Regions from separate parts of the Mus musculus genome. Here region 1 is linked to region 2. The links are chromatin contacts, called in public promoter capture Hi-C maps. All regions are on one chromosome and are shown on one strand. The core of a region is the stretch at or near the end of the contact, and the rest is flanking DNA. Distances in the headings are between cores, read along the strand shown. Region 1 overlaps Stau1 (staufen double-stranded RNA binding protein 1). Region 2 overlaps Ncoa3 (nuclear receptor coactivator 3).

What was found. Capture Hi-C pulls out chosen DNA fragments and counts their contacts.
Region 1: a contact with region 2 is called in a promoter capture Hi-C map of adipose tissue. The contact joins two enhancer-like sites. A contact is called at or near these places in 3 of 9 other capture datasets (adipose tissue, embryonic stem cells and liver).

What each region holds. Positions count from the first base shown.
Region 1 is chr2:166,974,694-166,979,228 of GRCm38.p6, forward strand. The region is part of intron 1 of Stau1 (staufen double-stranded RNA binding protein 1); the gene reads right to left. Among named protein-coding and RNA genes, the nearest start is that of Stau1, 19 kb to the right of the region's middle. Within about 2 kb of position 1,763, at least 77 of the 459 cell types and tissues checked have an H3K27ac peak or open chromatin away from gene starts, as enhancers often do. A contact at or near this core is called in adipose tissue, where this site is marked.
Region 2 is chr2:166,070,446-166,075,096 of GRCm38.p6, forward strand. Ncoa3 (nuclear receptor coactivator 3) reads left to right here. Exons shown (of 23, transcript NM_008679.3): 23 at 1-2,797. It overlaps Sulf2 (sulfatase 2), which reads right to left. Exons shown (of 21, transcript NM_028072.5): 21 at 3,454-4,373. The coding sequence ends at 4,343. Among named protein-coding and RNA genes, the nearest start is that of Gm52534, 47 kb to the right of the region's middle. Within about 2 kb of position 2,801, at least 25 of the 459 cell types and tissues checked have an H3K27ac peak or open chromatin away from gene starts, as enhancers often do. A contact at or near this core is called in adipose tissue, where this site is marked.

The sequences.
Region 1 (4,535 bases), core at 513-3,012, 900 kb after region 2:
TGACTGCTGAGTGCAGTCAATTCTGGCACTCTCTCAGGTAACAAAGCCACATGTGCAACATGTATTACACTGTCAGTTACAAGGCTTAGGGCTCCTTCGTAGGTTTGCCATGTCCTGGCCTGCAGATCCTTCAGTGACTTAATGACTTACAATATCCATGCGATATGTGTTCATTTTGCACAGAGAACTGGCAATATGTCATGCTTATTAACATTTATAGGACATGGTAATGGCCTCTGGCCTCGAGTCTGTGAGAAGCTGAAAGCAACCTGGAGAGTGACACCAGGAACTGCTGCTGTTAAAGGCAGCAGACTGAGGAGACAAACTTTCCCCTCACTTGACTGACAGGAGGGATTTCTCACTGTTGCTGGTTCTTTCTCCTAATTAGAACAAAGCAGGGATCTGTTTGAGTAAGGTTTATTAGGAGCTTCATCTAATTACAGACTCTAAGCCAGAAAACCACTGCATCAACCACATTCTCGAGTGACTTGAATAGACCCTGTCCTGCCCTGGGACCATGTCAGTGCCAGTGGTGGGCACAGGAGCCCAGCACGCTGCAGAGAGGCAAGCTGCTGGGAACGACAACACGGCTCTCACACAAGATTCCTGCTTAGCTTTGTTTGGTTTTTGTGCTTTCTTAGGATAGAGTTTCTCTGTGTAGCCCTGGCTGTCCTGGAACTCACTCTGTAGACCAGGCTGGCCTCACTCGACTCAGGAATCCGCCCGCCTCTGCTTCCCAAGTGCTGGGATTAAAAGTATATGTCACCACTGCCAGCTTCTTATTTTTTAACTTAGAAGAAACTACAAAGCCAAATTTCTTTTTTAAGTCAAAAGTGGGGGGCAGGGTGGACTGGAGGGGCTCAGCAGTCACCAGACTCCTGGTTTGTGCTGAGGACCTGGATTCTATTCCCAGTGCCCACATGGCAGCTCAAAACCACTGCAACCACAGGTCCAGGAGATCCAGCACCCTCTTCTGGCCTCCACAGACACCAGGCATGCATGGGGTGTATATAAGCAAGATACACTCATCACATAAAACAATTTAAAAATAAAAATCAGATGTGGTGGCTCAGAGGCGGATAATCTCTGTGAGATTCAGGCCAGCTGGTCCACACAACTGGCCTAGGACCAGACAACCAAAGCTACAGAAACCCTATACCCAAAACAGCAGCAACGGCAACAAAAATCAAAAGGTGGGGGTCTGGAGAGTTGGCTCAGTGACTAACAGCACTTGCTTCTCTTCCATACGAATGGGTTTGTTGCCCAGCACCCACATGGAGCTCACAGCCATGTGTAACTCCAGTTCCATGGGATCTAGTGTCTAATTCTGACTTCCAAGGGCACTGCACACACATGGCACACAAACATACATACAGGCGAGACTCACAGTAGAACAATTCTATACAAATTCACGGCCATCTATCAAAAAGCAGAGGAAGTTTTAAGGAGGTTAAAAGTACTTTGAATAAAACAGTATCAATGAAGGCTAGAAATGACAGTGTTTATGGAAACAGGCAACCAGGCAGGCCTCCAGCATGTACTGGCAAATTAACCGTTCCCAGGCAGGGTAACCCTCATTGCCTTTTACCATCAGGCCTCTCCCATGGACAAACCAGAGCAAGCAAGTTACTTGAAAAGTCTGACATATTTTCTCTCAAAGAGATACAAAGTCCCAAAGAAGCACCACAGTGAGTGGCTCAAATGACCTCACTCTCGCCCCAGTCCCCATTGTGGCAGGTTGTGCCATCTTGTTTGCTTTGGGGCAAAAACAGAGGCTACCATCCTCAATGCAGAGCTCTCAGCAGACAAGCTGCCAGTGTGGACACAAAAGTCTGCAAGGGTGCCGAAGTCAGCTGAGCCTTGTTCCCTTTTTTTTCTTCAGCTACCAATTGAGAAAGATGTCCCTCTCTCCCTGGCTCCCTCCTCCCATTCTTACTAAAGTTTGTCTGGAGTGGTTTACTCACTGACAAGAACAAGTCAGTTTATTCCTCCTAACTTCCAACTGCAGCCATCGGTCACAAGCAGAAAAGGAGCTAAAACAAAGTCCATGCTAACAGGGTCACAGCGGCAGAGCCTAAGGCAGAATGAGTACCTAAAATTAGAGAGGGTGGGGCCCAAAAGGATCCTTTCTGGCTCCTGCTCTGTAAAGCAGACCCACTAACATTTCTAGCTCCGGTCATAAATATGTGAGGACTTTAGAGGCTCACAGTAAAACAGGCTTTCATTGAGCCTACCCACAAAATTCTAGTCTCAAATAGCTCAAAGACTGGTTGAAATAAGCAGCTAAAATGTGAAAGTAGGGAGAGAGACTTGGAGGAGACCAGGAGCAGGGGGCAGCAATTGGGATGTAAAATGAAAAAGTAAATTAATGGAAAAAACAAAAACTGACCAAAAAGTGTAGGGGCTGGGAAGGTGGCGTAGTGAGCAGTGCTTGCAAACATCAACACCCGAATCTGATCCCCAGCACCCACAAAAAAAGAAAAAAAGAAAAGAGAAGAAAAATAAGAAAATCAAGGGCAGTGGCGGTTTATAATCCCAGGCAGGAGGAACCCTGGGGTTTGCTGACCAGACTGTCTAGCCAAACCAGCAACCTCCAGGTTCAAAAAGAGAGCCTGTCTCAAAAAATAAGGTACACTGTAAGAGGAAGACACCAATTATCAAACTCTGCCTGTCCACCACTGCCCCTCAGTGACACAGGATGTGTGTGGGGGACATAACAAGACTATTTGAGAAGCTTTAAATTCTCACATGAGCAACACTAAAATTTACCAGGCAAGAGGCCAGGGATGAAATAAAGATGCACTTGCTGAGCATAACAGAGCACTCTAGATGTAGTCCTAGGCCCAGCAAAAAATAAAATAAATTTTTAAATAATAAAAGACACCAAGCAGTACTGATTCGCCAGTTTTTCTTTATCACTTGCTAACATAACCCTAGATGTCATGTTAGGAGAGAATGGGAGGCAGTGAGAACAGTTTCCTTCCTCCAGGACCATCTGCCAGTGTGGGGTTATTTCCAGTTGCCACATGTGGGCAATGCAGGGGGCCTTATATATCTAGAAAACAGAGGAACCAGGGCCACCGGAACAAACATCACAGTTGTAAATGTGGAAAAGCACCATGTACTCAGTCGCTCAGAGAGGAAAGCTCTCCACTATTGGCATGTCAGGTTCAAAGCAGCCCTAGGGACCATGAAATTCCAACTGCTACTTCTGAGTATGACTACAGCTAAGAATCTTCCAGACAAAACGCCTCCTTTCAGGATTGCTTCTTACCACAGATGTGAAGGCCTCATGAGAAATCAAACTGTGTGTCACTCAAAAAATAGAGTGCGATGGCTGAAAGCTTGAACACAGGAATCCTCAGGCCTCACTGGACCCCTCTGCATGTTAGGGTCGACATCTCCTCTGTCCTCTAGCACACGCTACTTTAGAGTCCAGTTCAAGGGAATAAATATGCTGGCCTTCCTCTCAGGCTGCCATTTACTGACATAGAAGCACAACAACAGAGAGAAATGAGATGGGGAGCAAGGGACGACTAAAAACACCTAGGCATCAGCTTGCTGACACAAGTCTCTTTATAAAAACTGCCAGGTGTAGTGGACACTCCTTTACCCTGAGCACTGGGCTGGCAGAGGCAGGAGGATCTCTCTTCAGGCCATTCTGGTCTAGACATGATAAGGTTCTGGGTCAGCCAGGGCAACATAGAGACTCTGTCTCAAAAAACAAAAATAAATAAATAAAGTCTCAAGCAGCCTTACTGAGCAAAAAAAAAAAAAAATGACACATGCCCATACTTTCAGGGTGTGGTGGTGCACGCCTTTAATCCCAGCACTTGGGAGGCAGAGGCAGGCGGATTTCTGAGTTCCAGGACAGCCATGACTACACAGAGAAACCCTGTCTCGAAGAAGAAAAAAAAAAAAAGAAAAGAAAAAAAAAGAAAAAAAAATTTTAATTACACATGATTTGCTACTAAGTGGCTAAGTGTAAATGTGTTCCTCACTCAGCAGTAAACCCAAAAATCCTGGTGACACTGAGGACTCCTGAACAATTCAATACACAAGGAGACAGAGTCCTCAGGCAGCCAGAATTATCTGGCTTTCTTACTGACAAATTCAATTTCAAAGTCTTACCAGTATACAACTTAAGGACTTTGTCTTGGTTTGGCAGGTTGGTTGTTTGCGTTTATTTTTTTGTTTTTTGTTTTTTGAGACAGGGTTTATCTGTGTAGCTCTGGCTGTCCTGGAGCTTGTTCTGTAGACCAGGCTGGCCTACAATTCACAGAAGTCAGCCTGCCTCTGCTTCCTGAGTGTTGGGATAAAGGTTTTCACCACCACACCAGGCTCTTGTTTTGTTTGTTAAAACAAAGACTCACTATATAGTCAAGGCTTGTCTTGTAATGATCCTGCCTTCATGATCAGATAAGCACTTATAAATAAATAGCAGAGTGTGTGTGTGTGTACACGCGTGCATGTGTGCACATGGGCTCCAGGCATACATATACAACAGCATGTATGTTGGGGTCAGGGGATTAACT
Region 2 (4,651 bases), core at 1,551-4,050:
GATGGCTAGGGTTTCTGTCTTGCAGCACTGGACGAGGGGGCACAGTCTGCCTTCTCGCGTGTCGTCAGCAAGTAGTTCGTGTCGCTCTCCTGTCCAGTGCAATCAGTGTTTCTGCGCTCTTGTCCTTTACAGGTGTAGTCCCCAGAGTCTGTCGTCCTAGGTCTCTCCTGGTGAGGTCCCCGTACCCTGTAATTCTCAAGGATTTGTCATTGATGTTAAATGGCTTTGAAGAAGGGAAGATGAGATGGCAATATTGAATTTTCCCGCCCCAATGTGCAGCCAAGCGCACTTTACTGAGGAAGTCACGGAGAAATGCAATATTCCTGAGGGCGTGAGGAATGGTGAACCACATTCCTGCTTTCTGTCTGCACTAATCTGTTAGGACAAGAACACGATTGTCGTTTGTTTGTTTGTTGTTTCTTTCAAGTACTGGCGTCACCCTTTGCCTATATGGTGGAGCAATAATGCTTTGAAATAAACTTGTGAAACCCAAGGCCAGGTCCTGCACTCTGAGTCAGAAGCGAGCAGTGCTTCTGTGGACACACTTCCTTCCCTTTGTAAATAGGATCTTTAAGATATTGTATTATGTGAAAATATGTACATACCTTTTTTGTAGGCCACAGCAGCTCATTTTTACAGAGTTTGTGAAGCTAAATATTTAACATTGTTGATTTCTGTAAGCTCCACGCAGTGAGGTTACAGGCAGCGGAGACATCTGGAAGGCCCAGCCTGGGGCAGGGCAGCCTGCAGCTCCCCTCGTGTTACAGGCCTCACTCTTTAAAAAGGCTTTTTAAAGGGATCATTTGTTTAGATGTAGGCATTTAAATTTTTTAAAAATTTTCTTTACCAGAGAACTACGCACTTTGTTAATTTGTGGGGAAAGAATAGATATGGGGAAATGAGCTTTAAACGAAAACAGAAAACCGCCAAGAGTCTAAAAACAAAACCGAAGCAAATTGATTTTAAAAAGAATCTTGTGTTTTTTAAGCAGTCCATAAATTAAATGATAATAATTTTGGAAAACTGTAGCCCACTCATCATTTTAGGATCGATGTCTGTTACTAGGACCTGAGCCCCACATTTAGGTCAAAGGCCCCGGGCCCTTGCTGTGTGTGGTCTGGTGTCTGCCCAGTTCTCCTCTGGTTCAGCTCATAGGGTCTCTTACTACCTCTCCGCATCAGGGTGCTGAGCTCAGAACCAGGCCTGCCAGTGCCACTGAGTGAGAGTGACACCTTGGCACATGCCAGCCCCTCCTGCCACCTCTCTGCCTCCTCTTGGCACCTGTCCTCGTCAGTGTGAAGTAGGGAAACCAAGTGTAATGCCTTTATTTGGGTCCTTAGGTTCAAACAGTTAGATGGCATTAGGTTAGTAAACCATCTGTAGCTTTGTTTCTCCACCAGCCCTGGTGTCATTGTCCGAGATCCAGTCAATGTTTAAGAGTCACACGTTTAGCCAGTTGTCCTCCACCCCCAACCACCTCCCCCCGCCCCCCCCCCCCCCAAGGGAGCACAGCTTCATTCTCTGAACTCTCTGTGAGTGAAGCTCACATTTCCAGAAGCACCTGTGGATGGACTTGGCTTCTCAACGTGCTTTGGTCATGATCAGCTCACTGTCCTCGTTTCCATTGTGTGCTGTGTTTTGCCGCTGACACCCGATCTGGCTGGGCGCGGTGAGCCCGCCATGCTTAGGTGTAGGCCACAGTGGTGCTCTTCCCTTAACTTGGAGAGACCTTGATTCTGCCCTCAGCACCCCAGCTCCAGGCCAACTGGTTGGTACCCCCTTTTTATATGGGGAGACAAATGAAGTTTATTATGTTTTTATATTTTCTACTTACTGATTTTTATTGGTGCCAGTTCAAAATTCGGATTTCCTTTTAATAGCCTCTCAGATAATTTGTTGTTTTTACCTGAATTGTCCTTAAATCTTTTTTGGGTCATTCTCTTTGTACTCTTCTTGCCTACCTCGCCTCCACTCCTCCCTGGCCCCTCTTTAAACCTAGGTGTCCTTGGGGCAAATGGTATAAAAGTATTCTTTTCATCTGCTTTTATGATGTGGGGACATTTCCAGTACCTACCTTTTTTTTTTTTTTTTTTTTTTTTTTGCTGAATCCAAAGATATATAAATAAAAATGTATTTTATGAAGATCCAAATGATATTAAGGCAACATGTTTCTTCAAAAATAAATGAAGCTGTACTGTTGCTGTTGGTATCAGAACGCTTTCTCTCTAAACTGTGCCCCTGTCATTAACAGGCCTACCCGGTTCATCAGCATTAGATGCTGAGGTGGGTCGGGGCCAGAGGCAGTGGGTACTAGGGCACATAATTGGCTTGATTCAGGGGTAGGTGCAGCTGGACTGTGCAGAGAGTTTCCAGTTTACAACACGCCAGTCCAGTCCCTTTCTATCTGCAGTAGAGTGTTACCAGGAGCAGACCTCTAGGTGAGCTCGAATCTGGCCCTGCCATGAAGCAACAGGTGTGTTTACCTCCAGTGCAGGCGATTAAAAACAGGGCGGTGTTTTGTTTTTCTCTTGCCTCCTCCCTTTTTCTCTTCTTTTGAAAATAAGGAGTTCTGAAGAAGACGGAAATGTCACTCCAAGAGCAGTAAATTCTCAGGAACTGACCGACACCACTGAGAACACATTTGGGGTTAATCACATTTATATAAGTGTCACTTAAGATGGTGTCATTCTTTACACCGCAAGGAATGGAAACCATTCGGTGACTCAGTTGGGTGAGCTTTGGATGCCTTGCCGACTGTCTGGATGCTCTTGTAAATAAAGGTTTCTATTTAAGCCTCCGCCTCCGCATGCTTTTCCTCTCTCCACACCCAGGGCAGGGGTGAAAGCGGGATAAGGAGTGAGGAGGACACTGTGTCTGCGAGGTCGGAACAGTTCGTTCTCCTGGGAGCCTGGAAAACTGTGGGATAGTTTAGACCAGTGGTTCTCCAGCATCCCTATTGCTGCAACCCTTTAATTATGTTCCTCATACTGTGGGGCTCCCCAGCCACCGGTCTGCTACTGTTGCTACTTCTTAGCTGTGACTTCGTTACTGTTGTGAACTGTAACATTTAAATGTGCTCTCTGATGGCCTTAGGGACCCCTGTGAAAGGGTCGTTGGAGCCCCAGCTTGAAAACTGCTGGTTTAGAGAAATGTGAGCCCCCTCTGCTGAGTCGGGTTGGGCTGACATTTCCACCCCCACCTCCGAAGCTCTGACAGCTGCTTTCTGGCAGCCATATTGACCAGGTTACCCTACCTGGATGAACAAAGGGTTGGTGCAGTTGGATGCTTTGCTTCACAGATCGATGCCCCAAAGCTGGTGAGACTTACCTATGAGGTCCCTTGAATCGGAGAGGTTTACTATTAATGTATTACCCTCTGCTTCTCCAACCCTCAGCTGAAGGTCGACAACATCTTGAGTGCTTCAAGAAAAAAATGATAATAATAAAGAGCAAAAAAGTCCCAAGATAGCCTTTTACAAAAATTCAAAGATTTTTTTTTTCATACCAATAGCTAGACATTGGCTGGGGGCAGGAACACTGTAAGATGGTACTTATACTACAAAACTTTACAAATACAATGTCATTAAAACACAGGACACACATCAACTTGGGGTTTCGGTACCTTAGAAAAACATCAGTTCTGGGATGGATAACAAAGGAACGAATCCCGGGCAGGAATAAATGTCTGAAAGCTCAAGGGATTATCCTTGATCCTAGCCACAGCGTTTATTGACACCGCGACTCTTGAAAAGCGGGATTTCATATTAGTGAGATTCCCCTACAATTCCCTGTGTTGGTTACGTGTGAGCGGTCATGTATGTGGTGAAGGCAGCTTCTGAGCCAGCCAGGTCAACCAGCCTGGTGAATGGTACTGTTTTGTGCTATAGACTTTGTCAAGACTGTGAGGTTGACAGCACCTGGGATGTCCGTGCTTTCTCCAAAGAGTAAGAAGGTTAAAACAAGCTTGCTTCCCTAGATGACTGGGGGAGGGGTGCAGGGGAGGAGTGGGCGAATCCCAGCAATTTCCATCTCTGGAGGAAGTGTCCATGGAAATTAGTTCCTTTGTCTTTGTGAGCCTCTGAAAGGGTGAGCAGAGACTCCAGGTGTGAGCACGCATCCCAGAGCAGCCAGTGAGGTTTGATCCAGAGCAAAGCAGGGCAAAGAAACTGAGCATCGGAAAGTCCAGGCGCTGTCCTCCAGGATTTCCTGTCCCAAGAGCAGGCCCTGCCTTCTGTCAGGTCTCCCAGTTCCAACATTCATCTTCTGGGAATCGGGTGTTTTTTGCATGGCCTGGGCAGCCACACGAGGCCCCTGGTTTTGGAGGTTCCTCTCTCTATGGCCGCTTAGCCTTCCCAACCTTCCCATAGCTGTCCCCTGCAGAACAAAGTGCACATCAGCCTGTGATTACAGTGTTATCTGGATTTAAGTCAGCCCCACACTGCAAGCGTTGCCTCAAGGATGTGGCTGATGCAAAGGAGTACTTAGGCCGTAAGGAAAAGAACTGCTCTTTTGAGAGAATCTGGCAAAGAATTTGGACCCCTTGGGGAACGATTGGCTCTTCTCCCCACCCCACCCCCTAACCCCCTTAGACATGAGGTCAAGTGCAGGTTGCTGCAGTCTGCACATGGCCCTTGACAGCCATTCTGCTGAGA